2 separate regions of the Urocitellus parryii genome follow, and region 1 is linked to region 2. The links are chromatin contacts, called in public Hi-C maps. All regions are on one chromosome and are shown on one strand. The core of a region is the stretch at or near the end of the contact, and the rest is flanking DNA. Distances in the headings are between cores, read along the strand shown.

Region 1 (7,203 bases), core at 4,363-6,862, 130 kb before region 2:
TTGGATGGAAGCCACTGATCTTTCTTATTAGGGGGCTAAGAGCCCTGAAAGAATTGATTTCTGTCTGAAGGAGAAGTCAGTACTCCAAATTTCTGACCCTGACCATGGCTTGGCCTGTAGGAACAGGTACCCACTTCTCTAAGGACGAGAAAGAACAAGGATGAGATGTGCCGAGTAAAGAAAAACAAGAGGCCCCACCAGGTTGAGATTCTTTATTCTGGAGGTAGGAGGGGGGTCCGCATGCTCAAGTGGGGAGGGTCCAGCCCAGCTCCTTCAGCCCCCAAGTGTATACCCAGCCCCAATAAGTTACCCGGTTCCTTAGCCACCCTCCCTCCCAAGTCCATCTGTCCTTTTGCTCTACCCCAGACAGGGCTGACCTGGCTCAACACAAGGGCCGCTTGTCCCCAGCCTTGTGGGCAGTGTCACATGGCAGGCTGAAGGAGGGGAGGAGCAGCTGGGCCATGCCCTAGGGCTGGAGGGGCTGCCTCTGGCTCTCAGGGGTCAGGATTTGGAAAACCACATCCTGGGCAGGCCATGTGCCCAGTCCCACAAGGTCTGTGCCTAAAATAAGGTGGAAGTCAGGGTGGGGCTGCCATTACACCTCAATGGCAGGGTCTGAGCCCCGGCCCTGCCGCTGTAGCTGCTCCTCCTGCTTCATCTTGGGTTTCTCTGTCCGTGTATGCCACACCAGTACCTGTACGGGAGGGTTTCAGTTAGAGCTGGATCTAGCTGTGGCTTAGCTTCTGGGGCCATCGGGGTAGAATGGATTCTCTGACTCCTCTACCTTCACAGTGTTGTCTGCAAAATGTGAAGGGCTGGGAATGGGGCTGACTTTCATGCCTCTAAAATGGGGCTTTGTCCCTTAACCCTTTCTGTGCCACATAGGTTTCCAGGATTGTGGGAGATGCATAGCAGAAGACCACTGTCCCTCCCTGGCTCCCAGCTGCCCCTTCATTAGAGTAAGCAAGGTTGATTAGAAAGCTGTTAAGTTCTCTCCTTGTTCAAACACCCATTCCCATGATTTCACCCCACTTTTCCCATCCTATCCATCCCATAGCCAAGTTTCTGTGCCTACCTCCACCCCCTTACCCGAGTGCAATTGGCAGCCCGTGGCTCTAAGTCCTTGGGATCCACTAGATGGCTCAGAAGACTGCTCTCCAGGTGTCCTCGGGGAGCAGTAGCATCAAACTGGGCACTGGGCTTAGCCAACAGCAAGGGCAGAGCAACAGCAAATCCCGCCATATCCACGGGGAAGGGCCTGTTGGGCTCCCATGCTGTGTGGAAGCCCACAACCCGGCCGTCCTGTACCCGAGGGCCCTCGAATCGCAGACCGCCCACCAGCCCCACGGGCCACACTGAGACACCACGAGTCCAGCGCATCTAACAGAGGTCAGGAGAGAAGAAACAGAGAACAGGTAGCCAAGGGGAAACAGAAAGAACCACTTGGCTCACTCCGCCCCACTGGTTCCTGCTCCTCACCCAGCAGCCTACAGCAACACTGGTAATCAAGGAAATCGATGAAGCTGGTGCCACCTGGTCTCCTTCCCCATCCCCATCCCAGTGCTCACCTCCTCAAAGAGCTCCCGGCTATAGGTGTTGTCATCATCAGCAAAGTACACGACTCCCTGGGTCCCTGGTGGCGGTGGGTCCTTCTCCCCCCCCACGGCGCCCCCTCTGCCCCGAAGCCACTCCAGGGCCTTGTTCCGCTGCTCTACACCACGGGGGCGAACCCAGCCTGGCTCGCCTTCCCGAAGCCGCTGGGCCTTGGGGGTAAGGACAGCCAGGTGTGTGAAGAGGAGGCCAGAGGCAGACAGCAGCCCCGAAACCAGTGGGGTAGGGCCATCGGAGTCCTCCACCAACAACCAGTGCAGCCGGGGAACCAGGCTCAGGGTCTGGGACAGCCTCACCAGTTCTGCCTTCTGCACCAGCCTGCAGGGGAAAAATGCAGGAAGGAAAGGGGCAGGTACTGTTGGCCCACTTCAGCCAGGACAGCAACTGATAGCTTCTCTTGCTGGCCTCTCCCCTGGCTTTTCCCAACTCCCTCTTTCTTGACTGTTAGCTCCATGCTGACATTCACCTGCCCTGTTCTTCCAGTCCATACTGGTCACCCACTCACCTCCAGAACTCTAGCTGGGGGACTATAAAAATTAAGGGTATAGTCTTTGGCATCAGACTGGGTTGGAATACCAGCTTAGCAACTTAAGTGAGATACCATGGAAATGGCTCTATCTGAGCCTCAAATTTATTCAGTTGTAAAATGGGAATACTGATGTTCTAAAATGTAAAGAAGATAATGACCTTTTTGGCTTTTGTTTTTTTGAGACAGGGTCTGACAGTTGATTAGGACAGTTGCTGAGGTTGGGCTTTAACTTGTGATCATCCTGCCTCAGCCTCTGGAGTTGCATGGCATTTTAAGCTTGTGCTACCATAACCAGCTAAGATCATGACATTTTTTTTCTTGTGGTGGTGTTGGGGATTGAACCCACCACCTTATGCATGCAAGGCAAACACTCTATCAGCTGAGCTCTTTTCCAGCCCAAGATAATGACTTTTTTAAAACACCAGTAGACCAGGGTCTTTTCCTTCTGTGCTGGGTTTCCAGGGAGTGGAATTTTAGAGGAGCCCTTTGGCTCATTACTCTTCACGGAAGGAAGAAAGATTGATTCGATTTTAGAGAAGGCATTGGGGATGTGAGGTTCAGCCTCTTCTGAGCTTCTATATCATTCAGATCTGTCTGCGTTCCCCAAGGTTGGTGGTGTGTGTGAAGATGGCCTCTAGAGCCACCTGGGCCTAGAGGGGTCAACCATTTGATTCCAGGGAGGCATGTTTAACAGGCCCTCTTGGCTACAGATACAAAACCACATTCCAAAATTGGTTTTATCAGTAGAAAAACTACATTTTTGATTTAAAACAAAGCAATGTAAAGCATTCAGCACAGTGCCTGGTAAAGAGCAATACACTGTAAACAACAGCTTGTGGAAACATCTCTAGACTCTAGTGTTACTGTCCAACCTCTTCCTACATTTTTATATGATGCAGAAAATCAAACCCACGGTCTTAGATCATACTAGCCAAGAGCTCTGTCACTGAGCTACATTCCCAGCACTCTTCTTTAATTTAGTCAGGGTTTTATAAACTTCTCCACCATTGGATCACCAAGAAGAGTTAATTCATTGGCAAGCTCAAAATTTATTTGAAACTTTGTATTTGTATCTTATAAATTAGAAGGAATTTTATAATCTGTGTCCTAGTGTGTTCTTATCTACTTTAATAGAAAAACAACCATTTTCCCATAGATCTTTTGAGTAAAGATATGGTTCCTTTATCCACGTATTTGGCATGCTCTACTTTAAAGTAACATTCCTCTAGCCCAGTACCTCCCCAAATTCATCATCAACCCCAATTTCTTGGTTGAAGGAACCCTCTTGGGTAAGCCAAAGCCCATACCTGGCGTAGGTGGGGGTAATGACATAGATAGTAGGCAGGGCCTCAGGTTCAGGGGGCTGGGCAGGGGCTGGGGGTGGGCGACGGAGATCAGCTTGCAGCTCAGAAATCCTCAGATCCTTCTGCCGAAGCTGCTCAGCAGCTGCCCGCAGGGGAGGGAGACAATCACATGGCTGGCCTGGTCCCAGGAAGCACCAATAAGGAAAGGGAGTGGGGGGGCAGAGAAACACAAGTTTGTTCAGCAACCCAAAGGGCCAAAAACTTCCTCTTTAACCTCTAGCCAATGCAGGACCTCCCCTTACAACTTCTTTTTTGTTCCTTTGTGGTGCTAGGGGTCAAACCACAGCCTTAGCACAAGTTAGGCAAGCATTCTACCAAGGAGCTACATCCCCAGTCTATGACTTTTAGCCTTATTCTATTCCTCTGGTGGTGGGGAACTCACTGCCTCAAATTAGCAGCCTCTCTCCACCTTCTTCTTCTTCTTTTTTTTTTTTTTTTTTTTTTTTTTGGTACCAGGGATTGAACCCAGGGTGCTTAATCACTGAGCCATATCCCTAGCTGTTTTTATTTTTTTTAATTTTGAGACAGGGTCTGGTTAACTTGCTTAGGGTCTCACTAAGTTGCTGAGGCTGGCTTTGAACTTGGGATCCTCCTGCCTTAGTCTCCCCAGCCACTGGAATTACAGGTATGTGCCAACATGTCTGGTCCCTCCACATTTAAAAGTCCATCTGTTACATTTTTTTGTGTGTGGCACTGGTGAACCCAGGGCCTTGTACATTCTAGACAAGTGCTTTACCAGAGCTATTTCTCAGTCCTGTTACAATTTTTATTTTGATATTGAGTCGGTTATCTGTGCTATCCTTTCTATCTACTAACCCTAATTTTACTGTTCTTAATTTTTACCTTCTGGAATTATAAGAAACAGGTCTTTAACTAGGACAGTCTCTCTCTCTCCTTTTTTTTTTTTTTTTTCTTTTCTTCTCTTGGTGCAGGGGATTAATTCTTAGGTCTCAAGCATGGTAAGTAAGCACTCTACCACTGAGCTGCATCCCCAGGCTTTTATTTGCTGTATCCCCTTAGGTGCTGGGGATACAGCAGGGAATAAAACTAAGTCTCTCAGGCCGGAACTTGTGATCCTCCTGCTTCAGACTCCTGAGCAGCTAGAATGAGAGGCATGTCCCACTACTCCCAACCAGACTGTCTCAAATACCTGAGGATCACGAAGTGGCACTCTCCCTAAATCCCTGTATAAGAGGAAGGTTTCAATCTGCTCCCTTAATGACGACCAAACACTTGTCATTAAATTCACTGATTCCATCATTGGATAAATATTTATTGAATAGTCCTCCTAGGAGGCACTGCCTTAGGTGCTGGGGATACAGCAGGGAATAAAACAGACACAGTCCCTGCCCTCACGGAGCTTTCACTTTACTTGAGAAAGCAGACACTAAGCAAAGAAATAAATTAATAAATCACTACAGAATGTGATAAAGGCCATGGAGGAAATAGAGAATAGAAGGGAGTCAGCAGTAATAAAGGTGGTCAGGTAAGGCCTCTCCGACGAGGTGACATCCAAGCTAAAGAACGAGAAAGAAGCGGCCTAAGGGCAAGGAGAAAAGCGCCGCAGGCAGAGGGAGGAGGTTAAGAGCTTAAGAGGACGCTGAGCACGGGGTTCTCAGGAAACTGACAGTGAGCCAGTCTAGCTGAAGCAGAGGGAAGCAGAGGGAAGCAGAGGGGAAATGGGGTTTGGCCGGAGGGTGGCCGCAGAATCATGCGGGGCCTTGCAGGCTCTGGGAAGGAGTCTGGATTTCATCCGAGGTGCGGCGGGAAGCCGCGGAGCGTTCTAGAGGGTAGTGCACCGCGGCCGCAGAGGGCTGTCCAGAGGGCCGAGCGGGATGAATGATGTCTGCGCGGGGTTCCTCCCCAGGGCGGGATGCGCGGCGGCCGGCGCCCTCGGGCCGGCCCGCCGCACCCCTGCCCCGCCCCGCTCACCGAGCTGCACCAGCGCGTAGAGGAGGCCGGCGATCGACACCAGGAAGTAGGCGAGAAACACGTTCTTCAGCTTCAGCTTCATGGCCGCGCCGCCGCGGGCGCCCGCGCTGGCGGGGTCCGGCGGGGAGGAGGGGCCCCCGCCTCAGCCCGCCGGCCCGCAGGCCCCGCCCTCGAAGCGGCCCCGCCCTGCGTCCCACCCTCCTCGCGCTCCTAGACCATCTCCCGGGAGCTGGGTCTGGCTGCGCCGCCCGGAGCCTGCTTCCGGTCATCGGTGGCTCCTCGCCGACTTAATTTCCGGGCCCACAGGTAGGTTCCGGGAATCACGGGACGGTGACGTCACATCCGCCATGTGGAACACGTGAGGCCGGCCGTCAGAAAGCCGGGTGGGAGCGCATGGGACCGACTTCCAGTCCCAGCACTTGAACATGGAATTGCATAAGGAATCCAGCCCCTGCGCCCAGTTTTTCTGTGCAGATTCATTCACGGCTCAGTGGTGACATCCGTTAATAGTTACACAACACTTGTTATACTAATGAATGAAATCTAGGGCCTCTCCGGTTCCCTGGGTGTCTTATATAATCCTCACTGTAATCCTTAGGTGGTATTGTCTCATTTTATAGATAAGAAACCGAAGTTGATAAAATTGGTGTTAATGCCATCGGGCAGTTTTCTTAAATACTCATCTCCAGAATATTGTTTCCTTTGACCCACTGGGTTTTGGGGTTTGTATTTTTTTTTTTTTCCCAAACCTACTGTTTTTCAGCAGACTATTATGAGTCTCCATTTCAGGGAATTCAAGAATTGTTTCCTGAGCTAGGGAATTCCAGGAACACATCCTTTACCACCTCACAAACATAAACCACCCTTAGTAGTCATTTTTCTTCAGAGACAAAACAGGTTCTTGTGAAACAATCATGATCCTAAGATGTGGTCAGTGTGGAAGATGCAGTCGCCTGGGCGGCGCAAGCCTGTAATCCCAACGGTTAGACAGGCGGAGGCAGGAGAATTGCAAGATCAAAACCAGCCCCAGCAAAAAAAGGAGGCAGTAAGCACCTCAGTGAGTCCCTGTCTCTAAATACAAATACAAAATAGAGATAGAGCTGGGGATGAGGCTCAGTGGTTGAGTGTCCCTGAGTTCAGTCCCACCCCTCCCCCCCCAAAAAAGAAAGAAGCTCTTCTTGTCACTAAAACAATGGGAGACTTTAGTTTCTTAAGTGATACATAATATAAAAATTGTATAAATTTAAGGGATACCTGATGTTTCAATACATGTATACATTGTGTAATGATTGAAATCAGGATAAACCTTTCTTCTCAGTGATCATTTATTGGTGAAAATACTCAAAAATATTTTGATTTCTTTTTCTTCTAAAAAATATTTGTTCGGTACATTATCTATAGTCCCCTAGTATGAAATAAAATATCAGAACTTTTTCTGCTAACTACAACAGAGTTAAGGCAACTTCCCAGCTGGGTATGGTAGCAGCCCAGGTCTGTAATCCTAGCTCCTGGGAGGCTGAAGCAGGATGGTGGCAAGTTGGTGGACAGCCTGGGGAATTTACAAAACCCTGTCTCAAAATAAAAATATAAGAGCTTGGGGTGTAGCTCAGTGGTAGAGCACTTCTGGGTTTAATCCCCAGTACAGCAAAAAATAACACATTTAAAAAAAAAATCAAATTTCTCTCTCTCTTTTTCCCCCAAACCCCAATGTTATCTCCCCCCATTTTAGGGCACATGGAAATTGAACCCAGAGCCTCAGACATACTA
Region 2 (6,410 bases), core at 3,273-5,772:
CAACTCAGTGAGACCCTGTCTCTAAATCTCCAACTTAATAAAAAGTGCAAGCCAAGTGGAGTAGTGCACACCTGTAATCCTAGCGGCTGGAGAGGCTGAGGCAGGAGGGTCAAGAATTCAAAGCCAGCCTCAACAATTTATCTAGACCCTGTCTCCCAATAAAATACAAAAAAGCACCGTGGATGTGGTTAGTACTTAAGTACCCCTGGGTTAAATCCCCAGTATATTTAAAAAAAAAAAAATGCTTATAACCTTTCCCACTTAGGGTAATGTGTACTGTGTATATGTATTACATATTCTCAGGTTAGTAAAATTGTTATATGTATTATTTTTCTTATTATTGGATGCTTTTTCTGCATTTCTTTTTTCAGTTTAAAAATGTTAACTTTCTTGTCCATAATCCCAGTAACTCAGGAGGCTGAGGCAGGAGGATTCAGACTTTGAGAACAGGCTCAGCAATTCAGTAAGGCCCTAAGCAACCTAATGAGACCTTATGTCAAAATAAAAAGGGCTGGGGATATGGCTCAATGGCAAACCAGCTCTGGGTTCAATCCCCAAATACCAAAATAAATAAACATATAAACAAATAACAAAAAGGTTGAGGTTATAGCTCAGTGGTGGAGGGCTCTTGGGATCAATCCCCAGTATCATCCCTCAAAGATGCAGATAGTTTTCTGATTTGACTATTTCTGTGAGAAAATGACATTTTTTTTTAAAAGAGAGAGTGAGAGAGAGAGAAGGAGAGAGATACAATTTTTAATACTTATTTTTAGTTTTTGGCGGACACAACATCTTTGTTTGTATGTGGTGCTGAGGATCGAACCCGGGCCGCATGCATGCCAGGCGAGCACGCTACCGCTTGAGCCACATCCCCAGCCCAGAAAATGACATTTTTTAAAAAAGTTTTTAAATGAGATAGGCTCTCACTAGTTGCTGAGGTTGGACTTGAACTTGCAATTCTCCTGCTTTACCTTCCCTAGTTAGATTATAAGTGTGCCACATTGTGCCCAGCTTTATTTATTTTTTTTTTAAAGAGAGAGTGAGAGAGAGAGAGGGGGACAGAGAGAGAGAGAGAATTTTAACATTTATTTATTTTTTCCTTAGTTCTCGGCGGACACAACATCTTTGTTGGTATGTGGTGCTGAGGATCGAACCCGGGCCGCACGCATGCCAGGCGAGCGCGCTACTGCTTGAGCCACATCCCCAGCCCCAGCTTTATTTTTAAATACCTTTATTTATTTATTTTTATGTGGTGCTGAGGATTGAACCCATTGCCTCACATACACTAGACATTTTCTACCACTGAGCTACAACTCCAAATTTTTTAAATTTTTTATATGTATTTTTAGTTGTTGATGGGCTTTATTTTATTCATTTATTTATATGCAGTGCTGAGAATAGAACCCAGTGTCTCTCACATGCTGGGCAGGCTCTTTAACACTGAAGGGCAACCCCAGTCCCCCTCCTTTTTTTTTTTTTTTTTTAGTACCAGGGATTGAACTCGGGGGCACTTAACCACTGGGGCATATCCCCAGCCCTTTTTTGTATTTTATTTAGAGACAGGGTCTCACTGAGTTGCTTAAGGCCTTTTTTTTTTTTTCATAACATTACATAGTTCTTAATACATCATATTACACGGTTTGATTCAAGTGGATTATGAACTCCCGCTTTTACCCCGTATACAAATTGCTGTATCACATCAGTTACCCTTCCATTGATTGACATATTGCCTTTCTAGTGTCTGATGTATTCTGCTGTCTGTCCTATTGTCTACTATCCCCCCTCCCCTCCGCTTAAGGCCTTGATAAGTTGCTGAGGCTGACTTTGAACCTGTGATCCTCCTGCCTCAGCCCCTTGAATAGCTGATTATAGGATTCACTGCACCTGGCTCTATCTGCTTTTTTCCAAATGATCCTAAGATTTTTCTGCTTTTATCTGCCAGTGTGATTAATGTTTTTTTTCTCTTTTTTTTCCCAGTGCTGGGGATGGAGCCCAGGGCATCAGGCATGTTAGGCGGGTGCTCCACCAATGAGCTAAACTCTTAATTTTGTTATTGTTGTTTTATTTTTGAGATGATGTCTCACCACGTTTCTCAGGTTGGCTGGCACTGAATTCCTGTGCTCAAGTGATCCTCACACTTCATCTTCCTAAGCAGGACTATAGTTTCACACCACCACACCAGGTGGATTTTCTGATAAATTATGGTTACATTTCTAGGATAAACTCCACTTGGTCATGGTATAGACTTAAAGGAAACCCAAAGCTTTTAATGGAATATGTTGCATTGTTTTAAAAATATATTTTTAGTTGTAGATGGACACATTTTTTTTTTTATTTTTATGTGGTGTTGAGGATTGAACCTAGGGTCTTGCATGTGCTAGGTAAGTGCTCTACTGCTAAGCCACAACCCCAGCCCATGTTACATTTTTATACTGCGGGGATTGCTAAACTTTAAAATTATCTATCTAGGATTGAAACACTGTGCCACATCTCCAGCTCTTTTTATATTTTGAGATAAGCAACCTTAGGGCCTCACTAAGTTGCTGGCTTTGAACTTGGTATCCTCCTGCCTCAGCCTTCTGAGTTGCTGGGATTACAGGTGTGTGCCACCATTCCTGGCAAAAATATTTATATTGAGTTAAATCAATCATGTTTTTCTCATGTGCTATCTAGGTTTAGTATAAGGATTGTATTGGCCTTGCAGAATGAAGGGAAATAACATTTTTTAAAATATTTGTTTTTATAAATTGAGATAACCCTTTTACTTTGGTAGAATTTTGGCATGGTTTTCTTTGTAACTTTTAACTATTATTTTAATGTATTTCAGTTATTTAAACTTTCATATTTCTTTGTGAGTCAGCAGTAAGTTAATAGTTTTTCTATGAATTTTGAGTTTTGTCAACATTTTCAAAAGTTTATCCTGTGAATGAGTGACCAAAATCTGCCTTATCCAACAAATGTCATCTCCAAGTCTTAGTTGCATTTCCCTCAAATTAATTACAAGATTTAAAATTGTATAATCAGAGTCTATTTCTCTGGTGTTTTTTGTGCAGATGGCCTGAACTGAGTTACACTTTACATCTAAATGAGAACTGTACTTGCTCCTTATGACTGTGTTCACTAGTCTGCAAACTGTTAATCTGTGTTGTTAGCAAGGATTTTTAACATATGCTCGCTTAGCCTCCAGCAAACAATATAGCAGGATGGTGGGGTCACTTCATATTGTCTGACTTTGTACTCTTATCTTTATCAGCATTGCTTAACAAAGCCTTGGGCATATACGAAGGTTCCAAATAAACGTTGGCTGGATATCCCAGTTAAGAGTTTAGGAGTATTGAGCCCTATATAGAATCAGATAAAATTAGGTCTTTCCCAGGAAAAGGGTACCTGAGAGGCAATAAACAACACAACAAAGAGATGTATTGCATTTCTTCTTTCCAGGCGGTAGAAAGAGTCCTGTACCCACACCTGTCTACTTACTGGACAAACCTGCAGGCTGTGCTGGATGATTATTCTGTATCTAATGCTCAGGTCAAAGCAGATGGACACAAAGTTTATGGAGCCATTCTGGTGAGTATCAACCCCTTCTAGCCTCCTTCCCCCAATGAGCTCAGCACGCTTACTTTGGAGTACTTGATGGGCTTAGGCTCATCCTCGTCCCTTCCTCTTACAGGTGGCTGTAGAGCGCCTCCTGAAGATGAAGGCTCAAGCAGCAGAGCCCAGCGCGGGTGGCCCAGGCGGCAGGGGGTTCCGGCGTTCGGAAGACCTGCCTTGGGACAGCCTTCTCCTTCAGGAGTCTCCTTCCGGGGGCGGTGCAGAGCCAAGCTTTGGGTCTGGTCTTCCGCTGCCACCAGGGGGAGCGGGGCCTGAGGACCCCTTTCCCTCAGTGACCCTGGCGGACATCTACCGTGAGCTCTACGCCTTCTTCGGTGACAGCCTGGCCATCCGCTTTGGCACGGGCCAGCCTGCACCCACTGCCCCAAGGCCGCCCGGCGAGAAGAAAGAGCCGGCAGCCGCCCCGGACTCAGTGCGGAAAATGCCGCAGCTGACGGCCAGTGCCGTGGTCAGCCCGCAGGGTGACGAGAGCCCCCGGGGTGGCGGCGGTCCCCCGTCGGCCTCGGCGCCTGCGCCCTCTGAGGGCAGGCCGCTGCCGCGCGTGCACCGGGCGCGGGGAGCGCCCCGGCAGCAGGGCCCGGGCGCCGGCACGCGCGACGTCTTCCAGAAGAGCCGTTTTGCCCCGCGCGGCGCCCCCCATTTCCGTTTCATCATCGCCGGGCGGCAGGCCGGGCGGCGCTGCCGCGGGCGCCTCTTCCAGACTGCCTTCCCCGCGCCCTACGGGCCCAGCCCGGCCTCCCGTTATGTGCAGAAGCTGCCCATGATCGGCCGCACCGGCCGCCCGGCCCGTCGCTGGGCGCTGTCGGACTACTCGCTGTACCTACCGCTCTGAGGTTGCCTGTCCCCGCCTCCCAAATAAATGTCGCGTCCGGAAGTGGTGGCTCCGCGTCCATGGGTCGCGCCGGAAGAGGCGGGGCTGGGCGGCTGGCTCCGAGGCGCTGCTCCCCGGGGCCTGGGCGCCATGGCGCTGCCCTGGCTGCAGCGCGTCGAGCTCGCGCTCTTTGCCGCCGCCTTCCTGTGCGGCGCCGTGGCGGCCGCGACGCTCACCCGGACCCAGGTGCGGCTGGGGGCGGGGCAGGGCCGGGCGGGTGGCCAGGCAGGCTGCGACTCTGGCCCGGCGACGGCTGGCCTGCGGTTGAAATGCAGCGACGCTCGCCGTGCCCTGGCTTGGCCCAGCCATTCCTTCGGCAAAGGGACCAGATGCCAGGAGAGTCGTGCATCGCCAGATAGAGCTTCCCTCTGCGTAACTTTGCCCTGGTTCTGAAAGAGACTTCAGCCCCGGCCCTGCGTTCATCGGATGAATCAGGAGCCATTTGTGCTGAGCTATAAGAGAAATAAAGCTTAGTGTAGTGAAGGTGATCAAGCAGCCACACTTGCAACTATGTTAAGTGACAACAGCCCTGTAGAAAACTGATTGTTTACTACTGTCAGGCAATCTTGTTAAACATGGGACCATTAAGCCACTATAAAGTAGGCGCTAGTATGCCTCTTTTACAGACTAGATAACACTGGAGATACTTTTTGAAGGTCACACAGGTCTCTGTGATTTCTGCACAAAGGAAGACCAGAGTTTGTGAGACTTTTTAAGTTCTTTGTCTTCTATAACCACTGCCTACATCCTGATCATTCTGGCCACTGAGGTTTACCCAACAGGCCCTCTATACTAGTTTCTCATGCCAGAAACAGGAACTAACAATGCACACATAATTTCTAGAGTGGCCCTGGCCTGTATTCCTAACACCTGCCAGAAACCTGCATCATGAGGCACTGACTGAAATCTGAGACTCAGCAGCTTCTCTCCACAGGGCTCCTTCAGGGGTAGCTGTCCATTGTATGGTATGACCACCCGGAATGGCTCCTTCCTGGCCTTATCCCATTCCTCGGCCCCATCCCTCTGCTACTTTGTGGCAGGGGCCTCTGGCTTCCTGGCCCTCTACTGTCTCCTGCTTCTGCTCTTCTGGGTCTACAGCAGCTGCATCGAAGACTCAAAAAGGTGAATGTCCCAACCCAAGGACCAGGGGCTGAGGTGGGATGAAGCCATCAACCGCAAGGTTTGTTCTCTCCCCCAGAGGTCTTATAGGGCTCCGCGTTGCACTGGCCATCTCAGCTATAGCCATCTTCCTGGTCTTAGTATCTGCCTGTATCCTTCGATTTGGCACCAGATCCTTCTGCAATTCCATCATCTCCCTGAACAGTACAATTAGGTAATGAGGTGGGAGGGAAGCCTGGCTGGGGCTACCTTCCTTCTGCAGAGGGGGAGTCCTGTAACCTCCCATTTTCTGTTGCTCTCTACCTCAAAGGGCACCTGGGTACAGGTATGCTTAGGGTGTATCCCCACTTCTTTCTGAAAACTGTCTCTTTGATCTCATAGCTGCTCTGAAGCTCAGAAAATTCCATGGACACCCCCTGGAACAGCTCTGCAGTTTTACTCCAACCTACACAATGCTGAAGTGAGACCCAGAGACACACTGATTCATACAAGTATCTGTAGCTATAAGGATGCTCACCAATGAATATGAGCTTGGCCTACCACTGACAAGCTAAGAGGAGCTGAAGGGCGTGTCAGCCTGACAGACTTGTGTGTGGGTGGAAGGACTGGATCTGTGATGGCCTGACTCCTCACATTCCTGTTCTGTCTCCCACAGACCTCTTCATGGGTGAATCTGGTATTATGGTGTGTGGTCTTGGTGCTCCAGGTCATGCAGTGGAAGTCTGAAGCCACCCCATACCGACCTCTGGAGAGGGGAGACCCTGAGTGGAGCTCTGAGACAGATGTTCTTGTTGGGCCACGCCTG

What was found. Hi-C and Micro-C count contacts between places; a contact is called where the count stands out from the background.
Region 1: a contact with region 2 is called in a Hi-C map of muscle, with 3 times the contacts expected there. The contact joins the promoter of B3gat3 here to the promoter of Tmem179b in region 2. A contact is called at or near these places in 2 of 2 Hi-C or Micro-C datasets (liver and muscle).

The regions. Positions count from the first base shown.
Region 1 is chr4:10,971,199-10,978,401 of mUroPar1.hap1, reverse strand. It overlaps B3gat3 (beta-1,3-glucuronyltransferase 3), which reads right to left and starts at 5,612. Exons shown (of 5, transcript XM_026407530.2): 1 at 5,437-5,612; 2 at 3,448-3,622; 3 at 1,569-1,929; 4 at 1,090-1,380; 5 at 198-694. The coding sequence starts at 5,518. The coding sequence ends at 596.
Region 2 is chr4:10,839,223-10,845,632 of mUroPar1.hap1, reverse strand. It overlaps Tmem179b (transmembrane protein 179B), which reads left to right and starts at 4,522. Exons shown (of 5, transcript XM_026407634.2): 1 at 4,522-4,672; 2 at 5,421-5,608; 3 at 5,685-5,819; 4 at 5,987-6,065; 5 at 6,261-6,410. The coding sequence starts at 4,577. It overlaps Taf6l (TATA-box binding protein associated factor 6 like), which reads left to right. Exons shown (of 12, transcript XM_026407629.2): 11 at 3,442-3,570; 12 at 3,674-4,491. The coding sequence ends at 4,447.